2 separate regions of the Triticum aestivum genome follow, and region 2 is linked to region 1. The links are chromatin contacts, called in public Hi-C maps. All regions are on one chromosome and are shown on one strand. Each heading gives the region's core, a stretch centred on a gene start, on an enhancer-like site or on the middle of the called end of the contact. The rest is flanking DNA. Distances are from core to core; before and after follow the strand shown. Region 1 holds the start of LOC123171055 (glycine-rich RNA-binding protein RZ1A). Region 2 holds the start of LOC123168737.

Region 1 (5,063 bases), core at 1,614-4,113:
GAGCAAAGTGACCCATGCCAGCAAGATCTTATGTTGGTCTAACTGAGGGAAGTGCCATAGAACAGTACTAGAGCAAGCATTCGGACCCATGGTTGAACAGCAAAATTTTAGCACTAAGCCAAGCAGACCAATAGGAACACAAAGGCCAAATGCCTGCGAAAAATTACTGTGAGAATCATAGCTTATTGAGAAGGAATAATTGAAACAAAAGGTTTTACCATTTGTTTCGTTGGTCACAGGTTTCTGATGGAATATTTTAAGGAGGGATGGTTACCCCAAGCACAGAACGTTGATTCTTTCCTCAAGACCACAACGAGACTAAATAAAGAGCTGTTGTTCTTCAACATCCTTGACATCAAGACCACAATTCCAATAACCACAGCGATGCAATACAAGAACAGCACCAAAGGCCAGTATCATGACAGGACTTTTACCATCAGAGCAACGCAGAAACATGGATCCCAAATATTACTCAGACAAAATAACGCAATCCACTGAAGCTCCCAAGGAACCGGTTACAAGCCAAATCCAGGTAGGAACATTGGTAAACCAAGCACTAGTCAGCATGGATAACAAAAGCATTAAACTTCTCATAAAGAGTACAACAGCAAACCATTTGCTGCCTTATGTGATAAAGCAAACATACCACTAGTATTATCCAATACCTTTCATACCTGAGACAGAATCTCCACCATCAAGATCAGTATTCATCTCGGCTGCGACGATCATACGGTCCAGACCTGTCACGGCTGTATCGATCACCGCCACCACTGCTGCGGCTTCCTCCATCACGACTTCCAGAATAGCGATCACCACCACGGTCAGGCCCATAGCGACTGCTGCCGTTGCTACCACCATACTTGTCATCCCTTCCACCATCCCTGCCACCATACCTGTCATCCCTACTACTATACCTGTCATCCCTGCTACTATACCTGTCATCCCTGCTACCATACCTGTCCCCACCATCACCAGAAGGGCACTCCCTTGCAAAATGACCAGGCTTGCCACATTTGTAGCAATCACCGCCGCCACCACGACCACCACCACGACCGCCACCAAAATCACGGCCACCACCATAGCGGTCACCACCACCACGATAGTCTCGATCTCCATCACGGTCCCTGCCTGAACCTTGAGGTTGTGCTCTTTCAACAGTAATATTCCTTCCATCCAAATCAATTCCATTCATAGCCTCAACAGCTTCTTCCATGGCCTTCTTGTCATCAAAAGTCACAAATCCAAAGCCACGTGACCGGCCAGAGAACTTGTCAAGAACCACCTGCACATTGATAGACATGCAGCATATAAAGCATGGCAGACAACAAGTGTTAACAAGCCAGAGAAAACATAAGTGGTGTATCAAACCACATATACCACCGACTTGCAAAAGTTAGAAATGGCTAAGACAACAACTGTTGATGTAGGATACAAATCAGTAGCATGAAATGCCAGTGTCTAGCATCGCCATTCTCTATTATTTCCTTTGGCAATGTTTACAGATTCCTTATTCACGTATCAAATAGATCCTGATTGTACTACACCACCATAAGATATGCACATATGCTACAATGTACTTTACCAACTACCATACCAAGGAATCATCCAAAACCTGGTGCAGTATCATATCTAAGCGTAAAATTCATGGAGAGATTCACCAAATGGACAGAATGAATGATATAGATTAACCAAGAAATTATTCCAGTTGTTAAAATATCTCAGCATCATAAGTGTTTAGTGGCAAAATTGTAATTATTGGTGAGGGAAAGCTTATAATATGAAAGAAGTTTGCTTGACTAAGAAAATCATGTGTATATTCCACCACACAAGCTAAGCATTCCAGGCCCATATGAAAAGAAGAAAAAATACCTTGGTCTCAGTAACTCGACCAAATTTCCCAAACGCATCCTTCAGATCCACATCAGTTGTGTTCCATGACAGACTCCCAACGAAGCAACGGTAATCATCGGCGTCCGACATCAGGAACTGTAAAACACAGCTGTCAGTAGCTATAAGGGGGTTCAACCTGGCACAAAGTACAAGGGGTTCTTCAGCCTAGCAAAAAGTACTAGCGTTTGTGAGTGAGTTATTTGCGAAAGGATATCCTAGTGCCAGCACCCCGGATTGATTAGTCATAAAAAATAAGGCAGATCAATATATATTCGATAAAAGGCATCAGTTGGGAGGCAACCTAAGCATTATCCGCCTGAACATCTCAAGTTGACAACTGATTTAGAACGAGCAGAAGCACTTAGCTTCGTAGTACTAGTAGACAACCTAGAAGAATCTTGTTCTGGAATTGGGTCGGTCTTCTTGCTTTTGGTGTCTGAAGGAGATTATTCTTCTTACCCAAATTGTAACTCAATCTACCACCGCAAACTAACTACAAAGAAAGAAAAAAGTCTTCCGCCGTGACTAATCAGAACAAAGAATAGAGGCAAGCCACGAGAAATCCAGATCGAAAACTGGTGAAAATTAACCGGTGAAATTGAAACGAAAAGGAGAGCCCCTTCTTTATACCAGTTGAGCATCGCTATCTAAACGTATTGTAACAAACGGCGATCGAATTTCATAATACGCATCTGAGAAGAAGAACAGCACATGGATCTGCCGCGGGGAAAAAGCGAAGATCTAAACCTAGAAAGAATATCGATACGAGGACAGCTAGACGAAGAGATTGGCGTAGCGAGGAGGAGGAACGTCGTATACCTAGGTCAATAGGTCTCCGAGCTTGGTCGTCGGCGGCGAGAGGTTTTAGTCGGAATCGATCTCTCTTCTGTCTCTGCTTTTGCGAGACGAGGAGATAAGGCTTGGAAGCCAAGGGTGGGGGGTCAATATATACTGCAGAGTCCAGCCGATCTGAGAAAAAGACCGTCTGATCATAGATCAACGGTTCTTATTGATCGTGCGCCCTTTGCCCTTTTAGAATCAAGCCCAAAGACGGCCCAATACGGCTGAGATTCCTCGGCAAGTGGGCCCAGTTCTTTTGTAAGAAGAAAAAAATGAGACCAACCCAAGGGCTAACCCTCGTTGACTTTTCTTTATAGGAGAAACTCCGTGAGCACCGCGCGTCCGTGCCGGGACTCGAACTCGGGTGGACTGGTAACAACCTCACCTACCCAGCCAACGGGTCGACGCCCCGTCCTCAGTTCTTTTGTAAGATTCTCGCAGAATCTGACCCCTCCCCAACTTCTCTCAGAATTTTTGACCTGCATTTATTTTACAATGCTAATAACTAATTAGACCTAACTAGATAGGATTGCAAAATAAATGCGGCTCAAAAATTCAACTTCTCTCGAAATCTTTGACCTGCATTTGTTTTACAATCCTAACTAATTAGATCATAACTAGATACGATTAGAAAATAAATGGGGCTCAAAAATTCTGTGAGAAGCCGGGGAGGGGTCAAATTATGAGAGAATCTTGCAAAAGAACTGTGGCTAGGGACGTGTTTGGTTGGCGGATTCTATTTGGCGCTTAAGCGCCCGTTTGTGCTGTTTGTTGGGCTCGGCCCATCATTTCTTTCTGTTGTTAAAAATAGAAGGAACTGCGAACGTGTGTTCGGTAAGAATCGAACGAGAGACGTCCTTGTCGATCGTATGTTGCACGAACCACCCACATGCTCACATATTTTTTCCCTTTACATCTATTTCCTTTTTCTATTTCTATTTATTTTTTTTCTTTTTCATTCGCAACGGTTTTTATTCCTTTCTTTTTCTAAATTGATGATTTTTTTTCAAAATCAATGGATTTTTTTCCAAGTCGATGAACTTTTTTCAAAATTCATGATTTGTTTTTAAACTTGATGAAATTTTTTCTAATTCGATGAATTTTTTCAAATTCAATGAACTTTTTTTGCAAATTCGATGAACTTTTTCAAAAATCAATGAACTTTTTTAAAAATTCGATGTTTTTTTTCAAAACCATTGAACTTTTTTCAATACTAGTTGACTGCCCGTGCTGCCACGGACTATAATCATTTTCATGAAAAGAGAAATAAACGCATAATCTGAATTTTTATATATTGTATTTAAGTCCTACCTCTCTTATTATCAGCATGCACCCTAGTGACTCACTTATTCCAATCCCAAACCTTTCATTTGTACAGAACACAAATATATAGACAAACTATTCATTCTATGCTGTCACAAACACAGGGGGTGGCTCCCTTCCCTTTTTATTACCAGTACACACTGTCACTTCCTTTCTGTTGTGACATTTGGACTATGCCTTCCTGCCACTTCCATGCATGGCTTCACAATTTTGTCTTGACCAAGGTTCCTAACAGCAGAGCCGATGGATGAAAATGAAGAATTGGGACCATGCAGCAACTGTAACCTCGCATTCGGCAGCCACACACGAAGAGCAACGGCGTTGTCTTCCTGTAGCTCTGCATAGTATTTTTATCCATTGAGACACAAAAAGATGTGGATTAACATATTCATGTATGTTTCCATTTGCAGAGCATTTCAAAGAGGTGTTTTGTCCCTCGCATTTGGCAGCCACACATGGAGAGCAATGGTGGTGTCTTTCTCTAGCTGTGCATAGTACTTTCATCCACTGAGACAGAAAAAGATGAGGATCAACATATTCATGTATGTTTTCATTTGCAGAGCATTTCAAAGAGGTGTTCCGTTCTACAAATGCCATATAATTAGATAGATGTTTTTTCAAATCCAGTGATCAAACAGTGCATAAAAAATACAATGTATCACACATTATTGTTAAATTGTTTTTCATCATGATATTGCCAAATTGAAACAAACAACTCAACCAAATTGAAACTAAAGTTAATGTTAACCAATACAACGAAGGTTCAGAGTAGGGAGGAACCTTCTGTAGACTGTAGTACTAAGGTCATCGTCTGAGCCACGCCGTGGGATCCGCTCATCAATGCTATCATCAAGCACAAGAAAATAATTAGTTGTCTCGCAGGTAGTGAAAATACTCTTCCACCGTGCTAAGCCCTAATCTAGAAGGAATGAACACTGAACTGTGTAGTAAAATAATTTCATTCATCCATTGTTCTTGCAATAATTCGACGACTAATGAATAAAATACCT
Region 2 (5,063 bases), core at 969-3,468, 290 kb after region 1:
CAGAGCATCAAACCACTCAAGACATATGCATACGGCTGCAGTCATTGAACTGACTAGCATCAAAACATCTAACAAACCGAAACACACTTGAGATCAAGAAAACATCTCAAACTGACCGGGCTTGCAGAGACTGTCAATAGCATGGATTAATTTTCTCCGGGGTCCTACGGCAATAAGGCCCATCTCTTTCAGCTGGTTCATTGTAAGGGAGACCATCTGATACATCCCAATACCTTCACTGTCCAATATTTTGACAAACCATCCAAGACCGCAAGTCAAAAGCCAATTCCTCAGCCCACCAAACCGAGCAACCCGTCTCTGAAGAAGTCGTGCTCGCAGTACCTTATTTGTGACATTCGAAGAAATAACTGGCAGCCCAGGATCATACATGTTTCCGAGTGGACTTGTTGCTTTCTCTGTGGCTTGATGGGACAATCCTTCAACAGCATGATCTGCATGTTTAGTCCATTCAGACCTTACAACAGGGGCAGCAGCACTTCGTGACGATTCTCCCTTCATCTTTGCATCATCTTGATGAACAATTCTTTCAGAAGGGCAAGTTCGAGCTTTCTTGATATTGGTATCGACGCCAAGGCCCTCCAAAGATTTCTTTGTAGAAAAATGTTTTGGATGCTTCTTTGTGGCAGCATTGCAGTTTCTCCTGCTCATTCTTGGTAGGCTAACCTGTCTAGAACTTACTATGGGTGTGCCAGCTTGAGGGCTTGCAGCCGCAGGTGATAGTGGAGGGATCAATATGGTGATCCGCTGTTTCTTGACTATAACCCAATCATCGTCCTCATCAACTATATTCACTGACCGTGATGGACCAATAGAAACCTCTGAAGGTGGTTCCTGAACATCCATATCTGACATAGCTACTGCTCTGTTCATAAACTGATGAACCTCTGAATGTGGTTCCTCACCATCGATACCAGACATGGTTAGCACTGTGTTCATGAACTACCTTTCAAATGGAACTCATAATCTCATTTACTGCAATAAGGCAAAAGAAACAGCAATTGAGCATTTATATTTCCATATATTGTACGTTGTTGAAATGTGAAATACATCTCGCGAAAAAAGTGAAATACATGCAATTACAAAAGGTGTATATCAAGACTTTGGTATAATAATATATGCAACATATTACCTTACGAAACAGCATACTGTATATGACAGAGAGAGAAGAACGTAGTGAAAGCAAGAGTGTAACATATTATGAGGTCAAAAAATAAAGAGCGTATCATATTATGCAACAAGCAGCACCTGCCCAGGAATGAGTCACCTACAATTTCATCCGGATTACAAAATAAGAGGGAGAGGGTATCCATCACAAAAACAAAATACCCGATCAGTTTCTGCAGCTTAAAAGAGGTACCAAAATATATTAATCAAGTACTGGTGCTAAACTAATACTCCCTCCGTCCGAAAATAAGTGTCCCTGATTTAGTACAACATTAGAACAAAGTTGTACTAAATCAGCGACACTTATTTTGGGACAGAGGGAGTACTTGAGTTTGCAAAAAACTTATCCTCCCCCGGGCAAGGGGTCTGCATTTCTTACAACAAAAGATCAACGGAAATGTCAAATTGTGGCCGAACTATAATTCAGTAGTTCAGAAGGCAACCAGCCAATGTCAAATTGGAGCAATTAGCAACTGGTAGTATCATGTAGCAGTACTATGTAGGGGAATCAATGAATCACTAGCACCCACAAGATCAGGAACATCGACAGGCACCGACTAAATGATGGGACGGGGAATTCAGTTAAAGCCACACATATTTTTCAAAAAATAATCTCTAATACCACCCGGGCAAAAAATCCTATGGGGGGCAACTCAAATCAAACTCGTGTGCATTCATTTCCTCTTGGTCAACGATCGCCTAGATGAACTTCATGTCTTTTATTGAACTGTTGTTTGCTTGCTCTAGTTCGTAGTCTTTGTGAGATGATTTCCTCAGCCACAGCACATAAATAATCCCCAAACAAGCCACCAACAAACAGAGAGAAAACAATCTGCTCGCCGTGGCTTCTTTTGTCCCGTCGCCGTCGGCACAGCAGATCGTGTGGACAGCGGCGGAGCCAGGATTGGAGCAAGCGAAAGGTACCCGTGACAAGTTATAAAACAAAATCTGGCTTAATTGCAGAATTATAAGGTAAGATTGAATTTGAACTCTTCGTCTCGATGGGGAATGGAGATGAAATCTCTTGATCTGGTATTCAAGCATAGGAAATCACCTTGCTCGTGATGCTGTCTGGGGCAGCCGGAACTGCGAGCAGCAGCAGCGCGGCCGCGCCGGCCCACGCGACAAACCGGTGGGAAACGCGTCGGCGAGCGACGAGCTGGACCAGCAGGGCCGTCGCGGAGGCGGGGGGCGACGGCGCGACGCAGCAAGATGCTAGGGCGGCGCGGCGGCAAGGCGGAGCAGAAGAGGGGCAGCGGGGGAGCGTGACGCGTGAGGTAGAGGTAGTGAGGCGTGACCCTTTTCTCTTCGTTGACAGTAGAGTGAGCTTGGTGGCGCAGCGAGGAAGAGCCAGAAGAGACTTGCAGGTTGCAGCCGTCGAGCGTTCCGTCCAGCACCCCAGATCCGATTGATCCATTTCTTTTACTTAAAAGAGTATAAAATCTGGTATCCACGATCGCCATCCGTTGTATGGAGCACTTCGTATGGAGCGTTCCGTCCAGCACCCCAGATCCGATTTGATCAATTTCTTTTTACTTATAAAAGAGTATAAAATCTGGTATCTACGATCGCCATCCGTTGTATCGAGCACTTCGTGTGGATACTGTTTTGAATCGAATGGAAACTTCTCTTGATTGGAAGTTGCAAATTACAATATATATCGTCCGAGAGACGCGACGTTAAGAAAGGATGTGTCGGTTCCGGGGAGAGATGAGAGAGAGGCGGGTGTAACCACATGCCGTTTGGGAAAGAGGAGATTTTTCCCTAATTACAGGCTTATAATTAATCATAACATACACATACCCCTAAATCTATACTTGACCATGTAGAATCATCTCACAATCGTTCATGTAGCGCTATCATCTCAAACGGATTCTCCTCCAAAAGTTTTTCATAAAATCTTCGATGATAACCTGAAACATAAACTTACAAAGAGAAATAGCTTAATATGCAAGGATATTTCAAGAAGAGACTCCCCCTCACACCTGTAAGTCCTGAAGTCGTCGCATACCAATTTCATGAACATATTTTTGGAATGTAGAATTTGGTAGAGACTTGGTAAATAAATCAGCAAGATTTTCGCATGATTTAACTTGCAAGATGTTTATTTTCCCGCTTTTCTGAAGATCACGGGAAAAAACCACTAAGAAGAAATATGCTTAGTGATATTACGCTTGATGTATCCTGCATCTGTGCAACACAGGCCGTATTATCTTCATAGATAATGGTAGGTAATTCTATCGGATCAATTCCACATGACTGTGATATGTGGTTTGTCATTCTGCGAAGCCATACACATTCACATGATGCTTCAAATAATGAAATTATCTCAAAATGATTGGTAGATGTTGCCACCAGAGTCTGTTTCGAAGACTTTCATGATATAGCAGTACCACCATGTAGGAACACAAAGTCAGTCTGTGATCTGGCATTATGGGTATCCGATAAATAGCCAACATCTGCGTATCCAATCATATCAGAGTCCTGATTTCTTGGGAACTGGAAAATAGGTCAAGATCCTTTGTGCCTTGGAGATATCGAAAAATATTCTTCACTCTAGACCAATAGCGTTTGCTAGGAGTTGCGCTGTGCCAGCAAGTAGATTCACTTCAAATGCGAGGTCAGATAGGGCTGGACGAAAAGCTCGAAGCTCGCGAGCATAATGAACGCTCAATAGTCCAGCTCGTTTCGGCTCGTGCTCGTTAGATAATGAACCAAGACGAACTATGTTTTTTGCTCGTTATATTAACAAGCTTAACGAGCAAGCAAATGATTTTCATGAGCTAACTCGTTTAGCTCGCTAATTTTCACAAGTTTGACATGAGACCCCTAGTTCAAATCAGCCCACTAACAAAAGAGTTGCTAGTTAGCCCAGCCTAGGAGCCCAGCACCCCAACCCACTTCGGCACTTCTCCTAGAACTAGGAGCTAGCCGCCAGCAGACCCTAGAGTCAACCAGGAGCCAGCCGCCAGGAACCAAATGTCATGTTAAATTTATGCCGTTATGAATTTTTGATGGGATCATGGGATTCTTCTGTGTTGTTTATTACCTTTACACCCTTTCTTAATTTATTCCATTGTGAATCTTTTATGGGATCATGGGATTCTTCTATTCTGTTTATTATCTTAATGAGCACTCCTGAACACTCACGAGCATAACGATCCCATAACGAACCGAGCTGAACAGACGTTTTCGCTCGTTAATATTAACAAGCTTAATGATAACGAGCTTAATAATAATGAGCTTAATGATAACGAGCTGAACGAGCCAAGCAACTCGTTAATCCAGCCCTAAGGTCAGGTCTCGTGCAATTCACAATTATGGGTTCGAGAATACTCCTCGTGTGCACCTACTGTCCAATTGGGACATACCTCGTCCACGAGAAAGTGATGCAGGAACAAACACTTGGGGCCCGGAGAATAAACACATTATGGCTGAAGTGGAGAAAAACACTGAGTTACTTCATCGAGCCCTTTGAGAGACTCAAGGCTTGAGGGAGCTACTTATGATTATATTGGAAAACACTACTACCACATCGTCACCACCTCCTTCCTCATCACCAAAGGAGACTTGAGTTCATGGTATGGCCACTCCCCTTGGCTTGTGCCAAGCTTGGGGGAGGTGCCCCGGTATCGTATCATCACCACTATCTTTGCTTTTATCTATTCTAGTTCGATCATTAGTTTCCCTAGTATTTAGTTGAATAAAAGTCAGGTTCAATCCTTTCTTTTCGAGTGTTTGCTTAGTGATTTATCTATGTAATCGTGTGCGAGATATATAATAAAGATTAGTTCAAGTTTTGCTTTCTTTACTTTTATGTTTCAATAAAAATAAAAATAATAATGAAAAGATCATATGCTAATCTTATGGTAAGTAAT

Evidence for each region. A called contact is a pair of places that touch in the nucleus more often than the background predicts.
Region 2: a contact with region 1 is called in a Hi-C map of leaf, with 4 times the contacts expected there. The contact joins the promoter of LOC123168737 here to the promoter of LOC123171055 in region 1. A contact is called at or near these places in 2 of 5 Hi-C or Micro-C datasets (both in leaf).

The regions. Positions count from the first base shown.
Region 1 is chr7D:415,301,586-415,306,648 of IWGSC CS RefSeq v2.1, forward strand. It overlaps LOC123171055 (glycine-rich RNA-binding protein RZ1A), which reads right to left and starts at 2,864. Exons shown (of 3, transcript XM_044588717.1): 1 at 2,710-2,864; 2 at 1,870-1,986; 3 at 456-1,282. The coding sequence starts at 1,980. The coding sequence ends at 701. LOC123167379 (a long non-coding RNA gene) reads right to left here. Exons shown (of 3, transcript XR_006483913.1): 2 at 4,834-5,063; 3 at 4,050-4,390.
Region 2 is chr7D:415,597,022-415,602,084 of IWGSC CS RefSeq v2.1, forward strand. It overlaps LOC123168737, which reads right to left and starts at 2,219. Exons shown (of 1, transcript XM_044586607.1): 1 at 1-2,219. The coding sequence starts at 957. The coding sequence ends at 94.